Regions from separate parts of the Mus musculus genome. Here region 1 is linked to region 2. Evidence: chromatin contacts called from public promoter capture Hi-C data. All regions are on one chromosome and are shown on one strand. Each heading gives the region's core, a stretch centred on a gene start, on an enhancer-like site or on the middle of the called end of the contact. The rest is flanking DNA. Distances are from core to core; before and after follow the strand shown.

Region 1 (6,950 bases), core at 255-2,754, 150 kb before region 2:
GTTTCTGTTGCTGTTCTTACACTTGCCTCCCACTATCTGGTTATTTCTAGTGCTACCTGCCCTGACTGACTGGAGCCTGTCCTTCCTGTGATCCTGGTTGTGTCAGAATTCCTCCAAGTCAAGCTGTCTCTGGGATCTTGTGATTCTGGGATCTTGCGATCCTGAGATCCTGGGTGTGTCCGAGATCCTGGGTGTGTCCGAGCTCTGGTAGTCAAGCTGCCTTTGGGACCTTGAGATCCTAGTGTGACCAAACTCCTGGGATCCTGGGATCCTCTGATCCTGGGTGAGTTAGAGTGCCTAAGAGTGGAGCTGCCACTGGCTGCTGTGGGGCTGGCTGCAGAGTTTGAGCCCAAGGACGCCAACCCAGACAGACCAGAAGGAACCCATGCCACTGGTCTGGCGGAGTTCCTGGGTGTGTCCGAGATCCTGGGTGTGTCCGAGCTCTGGTAGTCAAGCTGCCTTTGGGACCTTGAGATCCTAGTGTGACCAAACTCCTGGGATCCTGGGATCCTCTGATCCTGGGTGAGTTAGAGTGCCTAAGAGTGGAGCTGCCACTGGCTGCTGTGGGGCTGGCTGCAGAGTTTGAGCCCAAGGACGCCAACCCAGACAGACCAGAAGGAACCCATGCCACTGGTCTGGCGGAGTTCCTGGGTGCCTGGGTCCCGCTGGTCTCAGTTACTCCGGGTGTTGGGGACAGATGTTGTGTCCTCACCTCTGATCCGCCTACCTCTGATCCTCTGATCCTGGGACTTGCACACTTTTTAAAGCCAATGTAGGGAAACTGGAGCTCTCGGCTGAGATAGTCCGACACTTCGGAATTGACTGAATCTGGATTCTGAGTCCTACCCAGCTTCTCACCAGCCCGCCAAGCATGCCGCAGCCTCAGTCCATTTTAAAGATGGAACAGTAAAGAACAAGCCAATTGCGACTGTCTTGCTTAGTGCTACTCTTGTTCTGCGGGCAGATTCCAGGAAGTCTCCCTCTGACACCCCACTAGGAAGGCCCTTTGGGGTGAATCACTTACACACCTACAGTGCCTGCTTTACAATGTAAGCAAACACACAAGGCCCCTTAACAAGGACCCTGGGAGTCATGCTGCCCAGTTGGTTTAATGGGCGTGTACCTTTTTTCCAGCAGTCTTTCTGAGAACTCCAACCCGGCCGGATGCAGCATCACCCTCTTTCTCACCCCCCGCCGGAGGGGAAAGAGGAAGCGTATTCCGCATGTAGGCACTGATTAAAACACAACTTTGTACCCTAATTAGTCTGCAACACTCCACCTTCCCACTCCGCTGATAACGCCTGGCTAGGCAGCGCTGGCCGATGCTGGCCTCGCCCTGGAGAGCCCGCTGCATCCGACCAAGGGCGAGTCCTGCCGCCCCGGAGCCCAGAGTGGAATAGCAGACGTGAGTTGCTTTGTCACCGCCCTCTCCGGGACTTTGGACAAATCACTTAGCAATCCTTTCTGCCCACGCCTAGTTGTGTCTTGCGGGAGGGACAGCTGCAGAGAAGCGGGTAGCCCGGCCGGAGAGCCGCGCCAGGAAACTTCGGTCCCCAGTGCGGTGCGGGGACCCCCTGCGGGAGCACGGTGGCGAGCCCCTCTCTTCTCCCGCGTCACCTGGGGCCTCGGCGTTACCCCACTCCCTGCCGAGGGAGAGCGACTTCGGGGCAGTGCGTGTGGCCCGGAGCACCGGGGTGGCGCAGCAGCGGGGACCTTGCGCCCGGGGGTCTCAGCTCCCCGGTAGGTCGGCTTGGCCACGTAGGCAAGCGAGGGGCTTTGGGTGGCCGCGTGCGACCCCTCTCCCGCCCGCTACTTTCGCTTTCCTTCGGGGGAAACTTGCACGCCGCGGCGGGGGCGGCACGACCCGGGACTAACTGGATCTAGGCTTCTTGGCGGCGGAGCTCACGGGTCCCCCGGAGGTGGAGAGGACGGCGGGGCGACCGCAGTGAGCGTCCAGCAGATGCCGCAGCTTCGCAACCGTGAGTGGTACCCCGCGAAGTTCCCGGGGCCCGCGTGGGAGCCCTCCCGGGCTTCGGCTCCACGCGGGATTTCTCCAGAGAGTGGCGGGGACAGAGGTCCTGGGAGAATCAAGCTTCAGGTTGAGTGTGTCCCAGCCCGTGGCCTCTGCAGGGACGAGCTTCCTGCGTTTTAAGGTCAAGTTTTCCTGCCGCAGAGCCCGCCAGAAACTGTCCCCCGCTGTGAAGCGGCGGCGTCTCCCCTGAAGGCTGGGAACCGCCGGGGAATCCCAGCCCAAGGGAAGAGACTTAAGAAACCCCTTGTACGTGGGTGTGCCTCCAAGGTGAGCGCAGTGTGAGAATGAAAGCGTCGAGGTCCAGGTAGGGCTTGGAAATCCCGAGGGTTGTTCCTGTGCTGGGCAAGTGGAGGGGATGATACCAGTGTGGGGGCACATACCCCACAGCTTTTTTTTAACCTTTAAAACTTAAGAGCAATAAACAAGAAGAGTAAATGAGCTGGAATAATATTGAGTCTCTTGTATGACTGAGAGTCAGTGAAATCGCCTTTTAAAAATCTTGTACCCATAAAACATGCCCTTGTTATTTATTAAGCCTAAATCTAGCAACTAATAGTCTGTCTTGGCAGCTTTCGTTACTAGTGCCTGGAATAAGCAAGGTCTTTAAGTGAGCTACTGAGGCAAACTGTCTGTATTGCACTTTATAAGTATCCAGATCTCTGAGAAATGCTGAGCTTGAGTGTTACTGTATTAGAGAGATGGACAGAGGTGTGTGGCACAGGGAAGACCGGATAGAGAGCTAGCTCTCTTGGGAAGGTGTGCATACTCTTGCCTTTGAGAGGCCAGGTTTAGAGTCATTTGGTAAACCCTGCATATGCATATGCAATAAGGCCAGATGAAAACAGTTCCGGAATAAACTCCTCTCGCAGAAGGGGCTGGGGAGGCTGTATGTGACACTGCCTTTTCTACCCTGACCGAGGAGACACAGGTGATGTGAATGACCTGGTTCCCTGGGGCTTATCATTAGCACTACACAGTGTGAGTTCCGCTGAGTAAGCTGCAGAGATTTTCCTTAGATTTGTGCAGCAGGAACAACACCTGGAGACAATAAAATTGAGCAACCCGGAGTCCAAAAGTCAGCTGGCCAAACCAAGGTGTTGTGTGATCACAGTGAGCTGGGCCCTTGCTGAAGCTCACCTTTTATTGGGGTGCAAGTCCCTTACTAGAAAATGGAAAGTGGACTAAGGCTTAGTAGGGATGGTTTAAACTGAGGGATTTGGGGAGTAAAGAGTGTGGTAAGAGCAGAGGAGAGCAGGAGCAGTCGGGCCAGGTCCCGCCCACTGAGCCTGACAGGACAATGGAGATGGTGTTACTGAGGAATGGTGGGAAGTGGGCCAGTGACGTGGCGTGGGTGGGTCTTTGAAACATCTTCACACCTGTGAGTATCCTCTCACATGGTTGTGTTTAAAAACAAAAGTAGCCAGGTGCAGGTGCAGGTACCGGAGGCTCCCAGGCCTAGCTACTTGAGAGGCTGATGTAGGACAATCTCTTGAGCCCAGACACTAAGCACTCACCCTGGCTGCTGCCTGGAGAACTGCAAAGGCCATAGAGCCAACAAGAAGTAAGTTAAAGCCGCTGTCCCTTTGGATAACTTCTGAGTAAGGGCTGCGCTCTCCCTAGCCTATCAGTGTCAGGTGCTGAATGTGACTGGAGACCAACTAAAATAAGAGAATCTAAGCCATGCATGGTACACTCATCTGGAATTCCAAGACTCAGGAGGCTGAGGCAGGAGGATGCATAATGTGCTTGGGCTACATAGATTCAGAATTGTCTAGAATAATTAAAAGGAGGAGGAGGAGGGAAGAAGGAGGAAGGAATGAAGGCGATACAGGATCCACTGCTTGCGAGCGTATTGGGGAGGCACAGAACAGGTAGCATCAGTTTTAGTGGGGCGGACAAACTTGGCCCAAGCCCTTTAAAGACACTTGTCTGGTGTTAATTTGCATTGCTTTGCATGCATTTGATATGCATTGCCATATGCTGGTAATTTTCCTACCAGGGTCTAAAGTCTGAAACTTCAAGAATAAGGGGGGGGGGGGACCAAGATTAATCAGGAATTAAATGCAGCTGTCCTGTCCTAATAGACAGGAATTGTGGGTTCCATGTGGATTTCGGGGTGGGGGTAGAGGGGATAGGGTTAGGTCTGTATTTACTCTTTCAGAAGGTAGGGAAGCCGGATATCATCCCACTCCTTATTATGTTGAGACTTTGTTCTGCTGAACTCGTAGTGAGAAAATATAGGAAAACGGAGAAGCGCAGAAGGAGGCTGGGTTATATAAAATGCCAGAAAGCGGCATTGAGAGGTTGAGCAGACAGAGCCTGAGGTGGACAGAAGGGAAGGCTGGATCTCTACTGAGCAGTCTGAATTTTTAGAAAATGTATAATCTTAGAGGATCTAACTAGATCTGGTGGTGCACGCCTTTAATCCTAGCACATGGGAAGCAGAGACAGGTGAATCTCTGCGTTCGAGGCCAGCCTGGTCTACAAAGTGAGTTCCAGGACAGCCAGGGCTAGACAGTTGAAAAACTGTCTCAAAAACAAAAACACGTATAAGGTTTTAAAACTAGTAAATTCCCCCAAATTTGGATTTACTGGGAAACAGGCCATTATGCCTTAGGAAAATATTAGGGACACAGGGTATCAAAAACCAGGCAGCCTACATGGTACACACATGCAATCCTAGCATATCAAAGTTGGAACATGGGCTGGAGAGATGACTCAACCACTAAAGGCTGGGCTCACAACCAAAAGTTGGAACATGGCCAGTTCAAGGTAACCTGTAGCCATGTAGTCAGTTCAAGGCTAGCCTAGAATATATGAAACTGTATAAATAAGTTAATTCATTAACTAGATAATTAGCTAGAATGATAAAGCAGATAAGCAGCCCAAGAAACAAATGATAGTTTTGTTGGTTGGAGCAGTGTTCCTGTGTGTCCATAGGCCAGCTGCTTCAGTGTTACCTGGGAACTTAGAAGCACTACTTCTGAGACTGCCCGCCCAGGGGGCTGTGTGGGAACCTCTGGAGATGTTGGGCCCAGCTTTCGTACGTTCTCTAGATCCTCAGAGCAGCTTTTGTTCCTCTTGAATTTTTTGTTCGTTGGCCCCTCACTTTGCAGTTTTCCTCATGAGGGACATCATATTCAGGGCAGGCTGCTTCAGATCCCTCCCTAAAAATCCTTGGGGAGAAGTGTACTGAGCAAGACACAGAGCCACTCCACAGGTTGTCAGCTGTCCCTTCCTGGTGGCTGGGTCTAACCTCAGATCCCTCAGGGCTTCAGCCTTCTGCAGTCTTGTGGTTGTCAGCCATCCAGGTCAGTGGTGGCTTTGTACCGCTGCCTTTTTCTTTTTCTCCTTTGGCGACCTCCTTCTGAACAGTGACTCATGCCAAGTGCAGTCAGCCATTCTCCACGGATGCTCCTGCAGTGAGCATTGGTCAGTGGTGGGCGTGCAGTTGATGTTTGGGGCCAATGCATTCACTCTGCATCTAGATGTCATCATTCAGGATCCAAGCGTGACAAAACTATCTGGCCAGTTGGGTCATTAAGGTCCAGGCCAATGAATTAATGACATGTGGGTTTCTTTGTTAGTGGCCCTTCTCGAAGCTAATGAGGCACAAAACTGGGGCCTCTTTTGTAGTCCTGTGGAGCCAGCATGAGAAGAATGACCCTGGCCGGTGGTTCCTGGCAGTGGTCGCCTTTGAGTCTCTGCTATTCTGAAAGTACTCTTTTAGTGTCAGCCCTGCTTATGTAACCCTATCCCAGCACACAGCCCCTGGACAGAGTGGTCAGCAATAGTGACAGGGGCTGTGGGGGAGGGGCAGCATAGATGACATAAAAGTGAATTCAGGAAGTAAAATTCGCACATTAGAATTCCTCTTTGCTTCATTTCAGTTTCCTGCTGGAGTCCCCTGTGTGTGGGGCCGGGGATGAGGGGGATGCAGGGGTGGTCACCTTTATTCTCTTAGGGTTAATTGCAGGACCTAAACCCTGGCGCCATCTACCTAAGAATGATCAGAAGCCTATGGGCAGATGCAGTGAGTCTTACGGGACAGGGGAGCTCTCATAAGAAAATGAAGACTAGCGATGCATTTGATGGAAACCTGACAAACTGTTACCAGCTATGAAAGTGGGACAAAGGCAAGAGGCCTCCCGTGGTGGGTGGAGAGGAGAAAGGACCAGGAAGAAAGGCAAGCACCGCAAGCTTCGTGCAGGTTCCGTGACAAGCAGGGCACTTGCTCGTTTTCTGTGAGAACTCTCTCAATTTTTATTTTGTGTTATGGTTGCCTACATGCACATATATGTACCACTCGCATACCTGATACACACAGAGGCCAGAAGAGGGGTTTAGATCCTGCCACTGTAGTTACGGGTGCTTTTAGACCACCATGTAGGTGCCAGGAACTGAACCCAGATCCTCAGCATGAGTAGCCAGTGCTCTGAACCCCTGAGCTGTCTCTTCAGCCCCCTGTCTCCTGCTTTCAAGGGTGTGAGCTTGCTCCTCTGATGGCCAAGTGTATGAGGTGAGAAAGAGGGTGACATATTTGATGGCAGCATACTGTGTCCTGAACATGAGCACACTCCAGTCAGATTTCTTTGGCTGGTCACATCCTCTGCTGTCCAGCCTGTTTTTCTCCTTCTAATCCAGTTAAAGGGAAACTCAATGTGATTGTCCTTTTGACCAAGATCTAATTGTGCTTAGGCATGACCCATCAGCCTATCTCATCTTGGATGGGTTATGCTGCGTGGGAACTGTGACGACAGGCCAGTGACTGTAGGTGGTAAAAGAATTCAAGACAAGACAACACAAAAAGACGGGACTAGAGTTTATTAGATACTCTAGTATAGATAGCTACAACCAGCTAAACCACCTGCCCGAAGGCATTGTATGTGTGTGTGTGGGGGGGGGGGGGGCTGCAGTT
Region 2 (7,261 bases), core at 4,722-7,221:
CATCAATCCCCAGCTTCGCGTGGTTCACCCCGGTAGTTAAGGCTCACTAGAGTCTTACAAACCCACCCACCTGAGAGCAGATTCCCAATAAACCTGCGTTTAATCTAATCTAATCTGCTTGAATTGGCTCATTTCACTGGCGGAGAAATGTGGCATCATCACATTTCATAAAATCCTTCTTCCCTCTCCCAACACATTCCAGCTTTGTGCCCAGCCTTACTGCCCAGTAGTTTAAAGCACCTAATCAGAGTGTAAATAACCACACACAGGAGACAAAAAGGACAGAGTAGTATAAAAAGCTCCGCTCCATTACATAGGAGAATATCCAGCTGAGCCTGCTGGTAGGTACCACAGACTGCTTCCTACAGAAGATATCCTGGGGGTCTCCCATTCATTTTCTTATTTTTTTCATTTTAAAGATCCATTTATTTCATATATATAAGTACACTGTTGCTGTCTTCAGATACACCAGAAGAGGGCATTAGATCCCATTACAGATGGTTGTGAGCCACCATGTGGTTGCTGGGAATTGAAATCAGGACCTCTGGAAGAGAAATCAGTGCTCTTAACTCTGAGCTATCTCTCCAGCCCTCTTATTTTTTCTTTTAAGCTTTATTTATTTACTATATATCCAGTGTTCTTCCTGTATGTATGCCTGCAGGCCAGAAAATGGCACCAGATCTCATTATAGATGGTTGTGAGCCACCATATGGTTGCTGGGAATTGAACTCAGGATCTCTGGAAGAGCAGTCAGGATTCTCTTAACCTGTGAGCTATCTCTCAAGCCCCCAGGGTCTCATTTCTTAAACTTGAGAGCCTGTGACACCAAAAGTGACCCAGCCCCTTCTTCCAGCCAGGTTCTACCCCCTCCTTCCCAAGGTTCCACAGCCTTCCAGTGTCACCAGATAGAGGCCAATTGTTCAAAACGCTTCAGATTCAGACCTAACACCCATACAATAGGAAAATCAAATAATACCATGTATATCTGGTATAGCTACATAGGTTTGTCCCCCGCCCGCCCCCCCCCCCCCAGCTACATGAAAGCCGTAGTTTTGACTTTTCAGTATTAGCTCTGTTTGCACCTGTTGGCAAGCAACAGAGAAAAGTGGAAGTTGGTGCCTGTAACTGACACTGCAGTTCCTAAACGTGGTAGGTCTTGGTCCCAGGTTTCATCTCTGGCCTCCAGAATACTACGCAGATAATGGCTGCTATGTGCAAAGGGAAGATAAGAGGGAGGGTACAGCCAGAGGCATCTGTAAGCCTCAAGGAGACAAAGTAGTAGGTTGAACATGGCCATCCATGAGAGAAGAAAGGCGGGGAGCGAGAGAAAGAGAGTAAGGGCAAAGGAGAGGGAGAGAGAAGGAGGTGGGAGGTGGGACAATGTTGCATGGGAATGAGAAGATGGCGGGGGTGGCAGTGGAGGTGGGGGTGGGTGAGTCTGTGAACTGGAGAAGTTTAGGGTAGGAGGCAGGGTGGGAAGAGCTGAGGAGTCAGGAAGCCCACACTGTGTTTGTAGCTTTGCAAGTCTGGAGGGCAGCTCGCACTTTGTTATGCTAATAGGCATCTCACTTAGCCTTTAGTCCGGAGGTTTCTTTTTTTTAAACCTGAAAACAAGCTTCCTGACCGTGGCGTTCCTCCTGAACAGGCAAAAGTAAGTAATACAAAAGGCAAAATAAACAAACAAACAAACAAACAAATGTCAGTTGAATTCGTAACTTTTGTTTGTTGAGACTCTGTAGCCTTTGCTGGCCTGGTGCTTGCTTCTTTTGTAAACCAGGATGGCCTAGAACTCACAGAGATCTACCTGCCTCCGCTTTCAGAGCTCTGGAGTTTTGGGATTAAAGATGGGTGTCATCGCCTGATAAAGCTTGTCCCCTCCACTCTCCTTTTAGATCAGAAAAACAAAACAGAAAGGGTCTAGGAAACCTCTGTTTGCATCTCATTGGCCAAAAAGACCGTGTAGCTATCCTAGCCGCAAGCTGGGCCCCCAGGGAGGAAAACAGCTTTTGGAGGGTCGTGGCTGCCTCCCGCAGTTATCTTCTCTAAGTTGAAACATTCCCTTACTGGAAAGAGAGAGGCTCCTAAAACTCAGGAAGCTAAGGAAATTTACTTTCCAGGCTGAGATTTGCAAAAAGTTAAACTCACTAGGGTTTAAGGTAAGTCTGCACTAAGCAACTGCTGCGGGAGAGGGGAGCCGGTGGGGTAGAACTGGCTTCAAGCTGGGCTTGCCACTTAGCAATGCAGCAGCCTTTGACTCCCGGCTCCTGTTAGTAACTTCAATCAGCTCAATGCTTTCCCTTGCAACGCAGACCTTTGGTCTGTTGTTGTTAAGGCCATATCTGGGGTGAAGGGATGTTTTAAGTTTCCCTGGAAGTCACACAGCCTCACACAGAACAAAACAGTGCCCTCCCCGCCAAAACCCAACAAATTCTTAATCGATATTGTAGTATCTACTCCAGAGGTAAATCTGTAGTTATTAGCAATGTTGGCAGTACCAGACTCCATTTAACCGAGGGCTTTTATCCTTAAACTCTCATTAAACCAAGTCAGAGCTGAAGAAACGAGCGAGTCTGGGCTTCTCAAACTAGTTGTGGCTCCCGTTTCTCAGGTTCTTTTTTATTTCTTATTTTTTCCTCCCAGTGCACAGTTTCAAAGATAGACTCAGGAATCAAAACCATGGAAGTGTCTGTAGTGGTTCACAAAGAAAACCCACTCAGAATGTGGCGTTTAATCCTGAGAGCGTTCTGCGATGTGGGAGCATTTAGGAAGGAGAGGCTTACTTCACTCAAGTCTGTACTGTCTGTTAGCTACTTAACAGGCTGGCCTGTTTAAAGGCTTTAAGGCTCCTTATCTGTTAACTTTCCCTCCGTGACTTGACTACATTAAAGCATGTTAAATGAAACTCAAATCTAACTTTTTTTTTTTTTTTTTTGGTTTTTCTAGACAGGGTTCAAGTCTAACTTTTAACACCTTAGCAGACAAAGATGATGAATATTTTCAAAAGAAATGTGGGGTTTTGCCGGGCGTGGTGGCGCACGCCTTTAATCCCAGCACTGGGGAGGCAGAGGCAGGCGGATTTCAGAGTTCGAGGCCAGTCTGGTCTACGAAGTGAGTTCCAGGACAGCCAGGGCTACACAGAGAAACCCTGTCTCGAAAAAAAAAAAAAAAAAAAAAAAAAAAAAAAAGTGGGTTTTTTTTCCCCATTCATGAAATAAATACAAATAAGACTTATCATGGTTGGAGCCTTCCTCTCCATCCAAAATACTTCGAAGAGCTATTAGCCCTAAAAAGATGAGAAAAGAAATATGTGGTTTTCAAACACTAATAGATTCTGCAACAGAGGAAATCTTAAACATTTTCTTAAAAATTAATTTTATTGGAAAATCTTATGAGTGTTTTATCCGTACATATGTATGTGCACCACTTGCATGCCTGGTGGCCTGTGAAGGTCAGTGTAACAGGCCCCAGACCTTAGTAGTTCCCTAGATCTTAGCACAATGGACTCCATGATGGAAATATATTCAGGCCATAAAACTCAGCACATGGACAATTTCATCTGCCATCCCTCAAAAACCATAGTTCACATGTACTAACTATGCTTTTTTGGCGTCTGTAGTTCCATTTCTAGCTAACTGTTCTTGTTAACTGAAGTATGTCAACTTAGTTTTGTACTTAAAAGTTCACCCTGAGAAAGGCTTGGTGCCTTACTGGGATCCTGAACACCCAGATGGATAACAAAGACTTTCTTTTAGCTTAAACCTGTGTCTGAGCCGTCTTCTCGGGTGGATGCTCCACAAGTCAGAGAGGTTGTTGGATTCTTGGAACAGTATGCGAGATACCATGTGGTGTTGGGAATTGAACCCAGGTTCTCTGCAAGAGCACCAAGTTTTTAATAACTGCTGAGCCATCTCTCCAGCTCCAGGGGAACAGTACAAGTTTTCTAACTGAAGGTTTCATTTTTTTTCCTTTGCTCCTAAATGAGAAATTTGTTCAAACAGGAAGATATAAGGAATGTGTTAAAATTCAACCAGAGGAAGATAGTGTAGAGTTTTTCTTAAGGTCGCTTGCTTTTTGAATCAAAGGCCAGGGTCATTAACTGTGTCACAATGAGTAAATTACTCAGCTTATCTATATGCCTCGGTTTCCCATTATGTAAATTGGGAATCCCGTTAGTATGCACTGGAGAGATGATTGTGATAAGTTAATCTCCACAAAGAATAGCAGAGCATAGGGCAGCTCTTGGCAGACAGAAACACCGGTTGTCATTTTACCCGTTAGGAATTCTTCCCCAGGGAACCTGAAGGGTTCGATTTTGGGCCACGTTTATCAGCAACCATCAAAGCCCAGTGCATGGAGGGTTTCCTAACTTAAGATAGCTTAGGTCATCCAGACGTGTGAAAGTTAGCACTTCCGGTCTGGGCAGATAGAATGCCAGCCACGTGAAGGAAGGCAGGTTTAACTGTGTGCAGGTGGTCACTTTTTGGGCCTAGAGGAGTAGTTCTTTTGATTTCTATCTCAGTGAGCAGGCTTTGGGGAGCTAGGTGTTCCAGGCACAGGTTCCCACTGATTGATAAAATAATTTAAAGCCCAGCCACACTCTGGCTAGGTTTATAATAATAAGTCTTTACTGCAGCACCTGGGGGGGGGGATGCCAGAGCCGGAAAAACAAAAGTAATTTTACAAAGTGGCCACTGGGATTATCCTGGGGGCTCCTACTTGCAAACAGATCTAGAAATGATAATCCAGGAATTATATAACTTTACTCATTCATGATTAGCTATGGTTGGAATCCAACTATTCAAAATTCTTGCTTGGATATTAATTCATTGTTAAATTCCACTAAAAATAGTAAATGTATATAACTCAAGATTTCTAGTAATAATTTATTGTAAATAAACACAACAGATGTAAGGTTGATTGTGTGCAACTGGAGGTAAAAAAGAAAAAGCCTTTATATTTAAAAAAAAAAAGGGGGGGCTTAAATAGATCTATATGAAAAAGCATTCTTTGAAGTTACCAATTAGTGAATCTTTAAAAGGTCAGTGTTGTGATTAGTAATACTTCCCAGGAATAGGAGTAATTTTAAGCTTTTCTGAATAACTGAACCATAATGCCATTGCTATTAGATGAATTTCTCAGAATTTAAGGGCAAAAAAAAAAGTCTTAAAATCCAAAATTATTGCTGTGCATCTATATTTCTACTACCGCATATATTATTTAAAGAAAAAAGAATTATCATCCTTTAAATGCCAGTGAACTTATTTTTCTCGAGTACTTAGCAAAAGGCCCTGGATCCCGTAAGGGATGAAGTGAGGGAAGGGGGAGGAGAGGATGGCGCAGGCTCTCCGGGGTCAGATTAGCTTGTCACGTAGGAAAGGTCAGCGCAGGGCCGCGATGGTTCCTTATCTCAAGGCATAATCTGGGCTGTGGGGCTTGTGCAAATTCTTTTCTCCGGCGCGCTCCTGGGGGGCAGTGGGGTCTGGTGGTGTCCGGGGTCGGGTGGGGTGGGGTGGGGTGGGAAGCCGGCGTCCCCAGGTTTGCAGAGCATCATCTCCTTCCCCACCGGGAGGTCCGGAGGCCGCACCCACCCGGGCGATTTTTCCAGAGGCCCGAGGCGGGGATGCCGCGCAGGTCGACCTTAAAGGAGCCGGCTCGCTCAGCGCGAGGCCCCCGCGGCTTACTCGCTTCTATTCCCGGCTAAGCCAAGGTCACTCTTTAATACGGCCCGACCGAGCGGGCGTGCTGCGGGCGGCGACGGGCGAGCGAGCGGGCAGCGCGCACCTGCGGGCGAGCGGGCGGCCGCGGCCCCGAGGCGGGGCGGCTCCCGGCGAGGAGGCGCCGCGGCGCACGAGGCCGGCCGGCCGGCGGGGCGGGGGGATTCGCGGTGGGCGCGCCGCGGCGCTAGTGCGTCACGCCGGCGGAGGGACGGTGGGCTGCGGACGAGCCGCGCGTGCCGGGGTCGGCGGCGGCAACGGCGGCGGCGGGGAGCGGCCGCTCGGTCATTCGCGCTCCGCCTTCGGGCCCCCGCGGCGCGGCTGAGGTGAGTGCGCGGCGCGTGGCGTGCGAGGCCGAGCCGCGGGGCGGCCGCGGGCTTCCTCGGGTGGCGGCGACCCCAGGTGCGCCGGCCTCCATTTTGTGTGAGGGAATGTCGCGCTCGCCCTCCCGGGGTCGCGGCGGGGACGGCGGCTGCCGAGCCGCCCCCTCCCGTGTCCCCACCTGGGATCCTCCGGGTAGCGGGACCCGCGCGGCGTGGGGGTGGGGCTCGGGCTCGGCCGCGCAGCACCTCCCTCTCGGCTTGCTCGCCCGACCCGGACTAGGTATTGTATGGAGTCCTCGCTTCTCTTAGAATTCGGGTCACTGCTGTTCCGTCCCAGGGTTCTCAGCCGCCCATCACGCAGAGCTTGGAGAGAGAGAGAGGCCTGTGCCACCGGAGATGGGAGGATGGAGCGAGTCCGGGGTGGCTAGTGGCTCCGGGATCTGGGTCGTATTTTACTACGATTATTGTGCATGGGCAAGAATGACGGAATAGATGAATCCCTTCTGGGAATTTACGCGGCTATCTTATCAAAAGTAGACTCTAACGTAACCACCTGATGCCGGTCTCCCTTTCCCCTTCAGTCGGTCCTTTTAAAAACCCAAATTAAACCGCGGTTACGAGGATTTTGTAGGGAATTGGGAGGGAATTGGGAGACACGCAGCTAAAAGATCACCCAAAGGAAGAGTTTAAATGTAATTCTCTCAGAACTGTGAATGGCTCATTCCAAGATTCTTGAGTATATAGTAATTCTTGTTTAAATTTGTTTTGTAAATGGGCTCCATGCCTTGGGTATTTTATCATTGCATCACAGCAGGGATTAACATCTGGATCGCTGGTTGTTGCATAATACACACATGTGAGCCCTGGAGGAAAATCTTCTAATGGCTCTGGATTTGTTGTGCTTTAAATTTTATTTATTTATTTTCATAAAAGCACATTGTAGGACGTATGTATAGGTACATCTGTTCAAACCATGTCTTGTTCTATGAAGTAATTACAAGGATTATTAATAGTTAGTATGAAATAGATTTGGCTCAAGTATTTATTTACTTACTTTTAATCGTTGCTTCTTTAGAATAGAGGACGTGGTGAAAGGAACCTGAGGGGAGTTCACTAGTAATAAAACTTCAGTACAAATGATGGCAGTCATGCATAGAAATCGAGGGGCTGTCATAGTGGATTCATCTTTAAAATTTATGAGGAGGATCGGGTTGGTGAACCCAG

Evidence for each region. Promoter capture Hi-C pulls out the DNA fragments that hold promoters and counts their contacts.
Region 1: a promoter capture Hi-C map of embryonic stem cells shows a contact between it and region 2, with 2.5 times the contacts expected there. The contact joins the promoter of Gcnt4 here to the promoter of Fam169a in region 2. A contact is called at or near these places in 7 of 39 promoter capture datasets (the 3T3-L1 cell line, the HPC-7 cell line, the SN4741 cell line and 3 more), 3 of 484 Hi-C or Micro-C datasets (the G1E-ER4 cell line, Th1 cells and embryonic stem cells), 4 of 115 datasets of contacts at active chromatin or transcription factors (embryonic stem cells, extraembryonic endoderm stem cells and pancreatic cancer cells) and 1 of 9 other capture datasets (pancreatic islet).

What each region holds. Positions count from the first base shown.
Region 1 is chr13:96,923,209-96,930,158 of GRCm38.p6, forward strand. It overlaps Gcnt4 (glucosaminyl (N-acetyl) transferase 4, core 2 (beta-1,6-N-acetylglucosaminyltransferase)), which reads left to right and starts at 1,505. Exons shown (of 3, transcript NM_001166065.2): 1 at 1,505-1,740.
Region 2 is chr13:97,065,672-97,072,932 of GRCm38.p6, forward strand. Fam169a (family with sequence similarity 169, member A) reads left to right here and starts at 5,972. Exons shown (of 13, transcript NM_001100458.1): 1 at 5,972-6,040.